Regions from separate parts of the Mus musculus genome. Here region 2 is linked to region 1. A link is a contact called in public promoter capture Hi-C data. All regions are on one chromosome and are shown on one strand. The core of a region is the stretch at or near the end of the contact, and the rest is flanking DNA. Distances in the headings are between cores, read along the strand shown. Region 1 holds the start of Col9a2 (collagen, type IX, alpha 2). Region 2 holds the start of Bmp8a (bone morphogenetic protein 8a).

What was found. Promoter capture Hi-C pulls out the DNA fragments that hold promoters and counts their contacts.
Region 2: a promoter capture Hi-C map of pre-B cells shows a contact between it and region 1, with 4 times the contacts expected there. The contact joins the promoter of Bmp8a here to the promoter of Col9a2 in region 1. A contact is called at or near these places in 2 of 39 promoter capture datasets (hippocampal neurons and pre-B cells).

The regions. Positions count from the first base shown.
Region 1 is chr4:121,038,262-121,041,818 of GRCm38.p6, reverse strand. Col9a2 (collagen, type IX, alpha 2) reads right to left here and starts at 2,253. Exons shown (of 32, transcript NM_007741.2): 1 at 2,033-2,253; 2 at 780-854. The coding sequence starts at 2,104.
Region 2 is chr4:123,340,944-123,344,609 of GRCm38.p6, reverse strand. It overlaps Bmp8a (bone morphogenetic protein 8a), which reads left to right and starts at 1,358. Exons shown (of 7, transcript NM_007558.3): 1 at 1,358-2,226. The coding sequence starts at 1,902.

The sequences.
Region 1 (3,557 bases), core at 1,004-3,503:
TAGAGAAATCTGAAAGGGGACTGTGGCTTTCAGTCAGGAAAACCAGAGACTCAGGACAGAGCAAGGATCAAGGGGGCCAACTTGGGGGTAGATTCAAAATGTTCTTAAGAAAGGTCTCTTTTCCGTGTGACAAAGGACCCTTGGTAGGAGCCGGGCAGGGCCGTGGAGTCAGATTTAGCCCCAGAGAGGCCCCCAGGCATTCCGCAGCCTGCAGCAAGAGCCTGGCTGGGGCCCAGCGCCCTGCGTTTGGGGGTGGGGGCACCAGACTGAATAGAAGTCTGTCCAAACCGTAAACATCCAGCCGACCTCCTGGGGGAGCTTCCAGAATGAGGTGGTTAACCCTCAGCACACTGGGAGAGCAGAAGACAAGCCCAGCTGATTCTAAACAGGGGAGCTAAAAGCAAAAGGGAGAGACAGGAGTGTGGTCCCAAGCTGCTCAGCCAGTCTACACGAGGTTCTCCAGCTACCTTAAAGAGGCATGTAGTGTGTCAGGGGACAGCACGAAGAGGAGGAAGAGAGGGAGGGGGATAAGGACACGCTGTGAGCCGAGGCCAACAGCAGAACAGCAGGCCCTTGTTGCTGGGTGGTTTTGACAGACTCCCACATTTCAAGGCTGGTTTGGGGTTTTCTCTGAACAAACAGACTCCTTGTGGTCTCTGCAGGCACCGCCTGCTGGCAACAGGGGGCGCTAAACTTCCAGGCATCCCCACCCCTGCGCTCATAAAGTTCTCCTTTGTGGATAGCCCTGCTTCCTCTCAAGTCTGAAGTTAGATACTCACGTCGATGCCATCTGAACCAGGCACTCCTGGTGGCCCTGGTGGCCCTGGAGGACCCGGCTCCCCTGGTGGACCTCTCTGAAAATACACAAGAGTGCAGCCCTCAGACAGTACGCAGAACTGGGCTCCCAGGGGCTGCTGGAGACCCCGAGAGCAAAGGTGACTAGGGCAGCATCTCCCCAAGGAGATGGTGCTTCATGGGGAGTTTGTTGAGCAGCTACTGTGTGTCAGGCACTGTGTGCCATTATGCTCTGTTACTTTATGAACTACTCAGAACTCGGGGGGGGGTACTATTAGGGGTGACAAGCAGAGGGTGAGGAAACACAAAAAGACTCAAGGCTCGTGATCACTGCAAGTGAATGCTGAAACCGTGATTACACCCTAGGTTGGCTGGCTTCTTCCCCTGGGTCACACGGTCTTTGCACTGTCACGATAGGAAATAGATGAAGACATCATTTGCTCAAATCACAGATGATGTGCAAGATGGCACCTAGCCAACGATGGCCGTTCGAACTATTGCTGTTTTCTAACCAACAACAGGTATAGCGGTGAACTGGCACCTCTCCCTCGTCCCTGGTGCAGGTAAAGAGACCTCAGAGAAGAAGGAAAGCTGGGACTCTTCCCACCCAATCCTCCCTAAGGTAGCGAACCAGCCCCGACTCAGGAAGTCCACGCGTGCCAGATGCTGGCGCCAGGTGCCCTCCCCAGGTTAAGATGTGCCAGGCTGGCGCCTCACAGGCGAACTGTACCCCTACACTAGCACTGCTTGGTGAGCGGGCCCAGCATCCCCATTTGGTCCTAAACCGGGCATCTCTTTCCTAGGGCCCAGCTGTCCCTGCGAAGTGAGGCAGAAGCCCACAGTCAGGAAACGGACATATTGGGGCGACAGGGAAGTCTGGCTGGAGCCTGGGTCCCTTAGGAGACTCCGGGGGCGGAGGCTCCGCTGTCGACTGAATAGCCACCATTGTCTCCGCACCACCTGGGCTCTCTCCACTGCCAGGCCCCCGCGCCATCTCCTGCTCGACGCTGCCTGTCCCAGGCAAGGCCAAGCATCCCGAGGCAAGGTCCCTCTGGTTCCCGGACTAGTCAATCTCCCTTCACCGCGAGCGGTTTGCCGGGTATGCATCACCCCAGCGGCTCTGTCCTCAGCTGCCCCTCAGGCTAGGGACAGACTAGAACAGGTCCTAAAGACTCCAGGATCCTAAACCCAGGCTCTGCACCAGGGACGGCGGAGACAGAGAAGTGACAGGACTTACGATCTGAGCCAGGGCGAGCCACAGCACCTGGAGGAGAACGAACAGGCTGCGGGGCGCGGGCACGGCGGTCATGGCGAACAGCGGGTTCTGGAGCGGGGGTCCAAGCACCGATGGCGGGGGCTGCTTTCGGAGCCTCGGACTGGATCTCCCGAAAACGCAGCTAGACGGGCCGGGGCGGGGACCTGCAGGCCTGTCACCTGAGAGCACTGTGGGGAGGAACTGTCCAGCTCCGCCCGGTCAGGGGCGGATCTTCTGTGCCCACCCTGGGTCTGCATTCTGAGTTTGACCAGACGCCCCAGCTGGGAAGTCCCGGGGGCATCTCGGGGTACGGGACTACTTTCTGTGTGAAGAGCAGAAGTCCATTCGAAGTCCCTTTCCTCCTTGCCTCCAAGATCAAAGCCTTCCTCCTGGCCCTCAGCCCCATCCTTTCCCCGGGCAAGCTTGTCTGGGTCCTTTATCCTCCAGAGCCTCAACCATCTCAGGTTCTGGAGACCTGGCCAGGACTCCACCAACTCCATCTTTTCTAAATTGGCTCAGTCCTCTCCACAAACAATCAGGTCCCTGCCATATTAAAACACACCAACATCTTTCTTGAATCTGCCACCTCGGGAATTCCCCATCTGCCTCTTCTCTCCCCCTCCACCATCAATTCCATTAGAGTTGTCTGTGGCCTCTAAATTTCCCTTTCCTCTCGCCTCCCTGCTTCCATCGACCAGTGCGATCCGAACATCTTCCATCCTTGAGGCATCCTGTTAGCATTTGGATCTGCCCTTGGCAATGCCAGTCCTTCACGTCTTCTCTCCCAAGCATCCACCAGGCATCCACCCCATGTGACCTTGTACAGTTATATCCTTTGAAGACAAGTTTTTATCTATGCGAATGAGTGTTTTGCCCTCAGGTATGACCCTGTCCCATGGGGGACCAGACATCCTTGGAACTGGAGTTGTAGAAAGGTGTAAGCTCCTACGTGGGTGCTGGCAACAACCTGGGTTTTTGCAAGAAGAGCACGAGCTCTTCAGCAGGGAGCCATCTCTCCAGATCCCTACAATTACATATTAAGGAGGAGTACATGTTCTATGAAAAGTGTCCCTTAGACTATCAAACACCACAATGCATAGTCACACAAACTAAAATGGACCTGGGCTATCTAACCGTGTGGAACCACCTGCATGTGTGAGGTCCACTGTCAGCCAAGTGACACGATTGTCTTTCTCCTCAGCGGCACCTGCATGCTGCTGTCTCCTGGACTGGGAGAGACTTCTCCCTCACCCCCTTTCAACTGACCTCCCAAGTTCATGGAAACAGCCACCACTTTATTCAGTAACACCCCAAACCCACCTGTCTGGTCACCTCGGTCCAGAGCCCCTTTCTCCTCTCCTTCTCTTCCACTCACTGGCTAAGGGCAGTGGATCTCATGCAGCCACTAACCACAGTTATGACCACAGACACCTCCATGACATAAATGAAGTCTTAGTTTCCTCCTCTGTAACTGGGAACAACATGGTCCCTATCTTAAAGAATTTGC
Region 2 (3,666 bases), core at 109-2,608, 2.3 Mb before region 1:
TATACTTAAATACAATAAATAAATAAATCTTTAAAAAAAGAGAGAGAGAGAGCAGAGTTGGCCAGAGCAAGAGGGGTTGACCAGAGCAAGTAGAGGTCCTAAAAATTCAATTCCAAACAACCACATGAAGGCTGACCTGAGGTAAAGTGCTTAGCACTCAGGTTTCCCGGTTTTTTGTTTGTTTGTTTGTTTGTTTTGTTTTGTTTTAAGCCTTTGTGGGGCACAGTAGCACATGCCATAATCCCAGAGGCAGGGATAGGCAGGCATATCTATGAGTTTGAGGCCAGCCTGTTCTATAGGTCAAGTTCCAGGTCCGCCAATGCTACATTGTGAGAACCTACCTCAGAGCGGGGCAGGGCTGGTATAGAAATCTGGAGAAGACATTCAGAAATAGCACCTCCCAAGGGGAAGGAAAAAAACAAGCTATCGGTCTTAGACCTCAAGTGGCTGAAGGACAGAATGTATTCGGTGTCTACTGTATCTTTACATCCTTCAGTGATGTTACCGATATGGACCAGAGGTGCAAGGAGCTGGGCGCCATTGCCCTCGTATCAAACTCCAGACCGCAGGTGGAAACAGATCCAAGACCCCCTGGATCTGGAGCCCAGTCAACCCTCAGCGCTCTTGTTTGTTCAGGAATGTGAAGATTAGGCAGGTTGAGGTTGTCACTCCCATCCCGTGTGACAGAACTTGAAGGAAGGGGGATCATCGTGATCTGTGAACAGAATTTCTCAAAAATTATTTTGTTAATAAATTGCTTTGTGTAAGCTAAGAAAGAAAGAGAGGGGTAAAAAAAGGAAGAAGAAAAGGAAAAGAGGCAGCTGTGTGCCTATAGTGGCTTGTAAACACTAATAGGTCTGAAAGCCCTGTTACCTGTCATTATGACACTCCCAGTCTTGACACAGCCAGTCCCTCTGCTGGGTGCTTTCCTCCTACTGACTTCCGTCTTTCCTGTTCTATTCCTTCCAGCCTCCCGGAGCTCTTTCGCTGCTCCACTTGAGCCACACCAACACCTTTATGGTCTGTATCAGTGCTGTGGCAGCCGCCTTGGGAGGCCGGAGTGCATAAAGGGGCGGAACCAGTCAGGGAGTTTTTGCAAGGTCTCTTTCTTGCAAGCCCCTGGGGAGTTGTCACAAATGAGATAAGCGAAGGTGACCCTACTTCAGGAGGCTCAGAGCCCTATCCTGGGTTGGATCTACAAAGGGAACCGCTGGGTGAAGAAGAAGTCTGGAGCGGAGGAGTAGCGGGGGCTGGGCCCTGGTTCCTGCTGGCAACGGAATGTGTGCCCCACCCTCGCTGCACTGCTGGCACCCGCCCCGCCCCGACGGCCGGAACTAGGGGCGCATGCAGAGACTTCCAGAGCAGAAGGTGAGACACTACGGGTCCTACCGCTGCTCCGGGACTCAGGATCCCACCCTGGTGCCTGCTTCAGAGGCCCCAATGTCTCCTCGTGTAGCCAGGTATGAGCCCCGGAAGCTGGATGGGGACCCAAGACACCCTTAAAGGCCTCTCTTCAGCCCGTTCGTTCCCACCTACGGGTGCACCAGGCGGCTCCCACCACTTCGCGCACAAGTAGTAGTGCGACCATCCCCAGGCGTCTTTCCGCACTCGGACCCGCCCCCGTGATCCCATTGGCTGGTCGGGGAAGGGGCGGGGCCGAGGAAGAGCGCTCGGCGGTCTGAGCTGCCACCAAAGTCCTCCTGCGGACACTCGCAAGTCAGCGCCGTGAGAGCCCACGTTGCTCTGAGGGACCTACCGACGCGGCGATCGCCTGCCGAGTGCGTGGTGAGCAGCTGCTGTAAAGCTGCCAGCGACAGGTGCGCCGTCTGGTCCTCCCCGTCTGGGCGTAGCGCCCGAGCCCGACCAGCTACCAGTGGATGCGCGCCGGCTGAAAGTCCGAGATGGCTATGCGTCCCGGGCCACTCTGGCTATTGGGCCTTGCTCTGTGCGCGCTGGGAGGCGGCCACGGTCCGCGTCCCCCGCACACCTGTCCCCAGCGTCGCCTGGGAGCGCGCGAGCGCCGCGACATGCAGCGTGAAATCCTGGCGGTGCTCGGGCTACCGGGACGGCCCCGACCCCGTGCACAACCCGCCGCTGCCCGGCAGCCAGCGTCCGCGCCCCTCTTCATGTTGGACCTATACCACGCCATGACCGATGACGACGACGGCGGGCCACCACAGGCTCACTTAGGCCGTGCCGACCTGGTCATGAGCTTCGTCAACATGGGTGAGTGCAGGGCGTCAGGGATCCGGATGGGGCGGTAGGTGGAGGAGAGGGTGGCCGCCTGTCGGGGGATGATGCCCTCGGGTAATACAAGGCCCCTGGGACAGGGAGCCATGGTTCAGTAAAACCACAGGGAGGGGCGACTGCAGGAGATCAGGATTGGAAGGTCCGTTTTTTGCGCCTGTGCCCAGGGTCTTTGCCCCACTAAGGCACCCAGGAGTTGGGATCTGGAGATGTCCAGGTCCCCTAGGTAGCATCGGAAAACAGTCCTGGGTATACTGATGAGTAACCAGACCGTGATGCTGTCACTGTGATAAACGCAGCCCTGAAGAGAGGGAGGGACAAAGTTCAGTGTGGAAACCTGTGGTCATATCAAAATGACCAGAGCTGACCCTCACGCCCGGACAGCGGGCTCTTTCTGTGGGTGACTGGGTGGGGTGCAGTGTCAGGAGGTGGAGTGGACAGACTCAGACATGACTGTAGTCCTGTGGGCCTGGGCTCTAGCAGCTGGACCTTGGCCTGGCACGGAGAGTGTTCAGGCCAGTGAGTGACCCAAGGGGCAGCTGTGAGTCCATTCTCCCGAAGCGTGGCTCCTCCTTTCTCCAGGGACCTATAGACATCAGGACCACTTTCTCCTACGAGTCTTTTATTTTTTTAACTTACATGTATGAGGGTTTTACCTGCATGTGTGTCTGTGTACCACATTCATGCCCAGTGCTGGCAGAGGTTAGAAGAGAGCATCAGATGCCCTAAAACTGGCATCACAGTTGTGAGCAGCCCTGTGGGTGCAGGTTCTCAAGAAGATCCTAAACATGGAGAGGTAGCAGTTACAGCCCCACATGTGGTCTGTCCTGAGTCCCCTCCCTGCCCTCTAAGCAGGAGAGAGTATATAGATCCCTGCTGCCCTGGAACTTTCAGTCCCAAACACCCACCTTCTCCCTGTGCTGTGTTCCACCCTACCTTGGCCACCACCAGCTATGGATGGGGGGTTGGGTAATGCTCTCTGCCTGCCTTCAGGTAGGGAAACAAGTGGCTCCTGAGCCATCCTCCAGCTATAACCCCCACCTTTAAATTAAAAAAAAATTGTGTGTGTGTGTGTGTGTGTGTGTGTGTGTGTGTGTGTGTGTGTGTCCGTACAAGATTTTCCTGTCTGTCTGTATATGTACCAAGTGCATGCAGTGTCTCATGGGGGCAGAAGAGGGTGTCAGATCCTCTGGGACTGGAGTCAGAGATTATAGGAAGTCATGAGCAGCGAGTGCTGAGCCTACTCTGCAGCCCCAGCTTCTAAAAGTCTGAAAGATAATTTTCCGGAGGTTTTCCTCACTGTGGGTCAGACCCCCCGCCAGCTTTGCTGATGCTCGTGGCTATTGAGCTGGGCAGGTTTGAATGCCCAGCTTGAGCTGAGACCAGGGAAAGGACCCTGCCCTGGCCACCAGCCCAGCA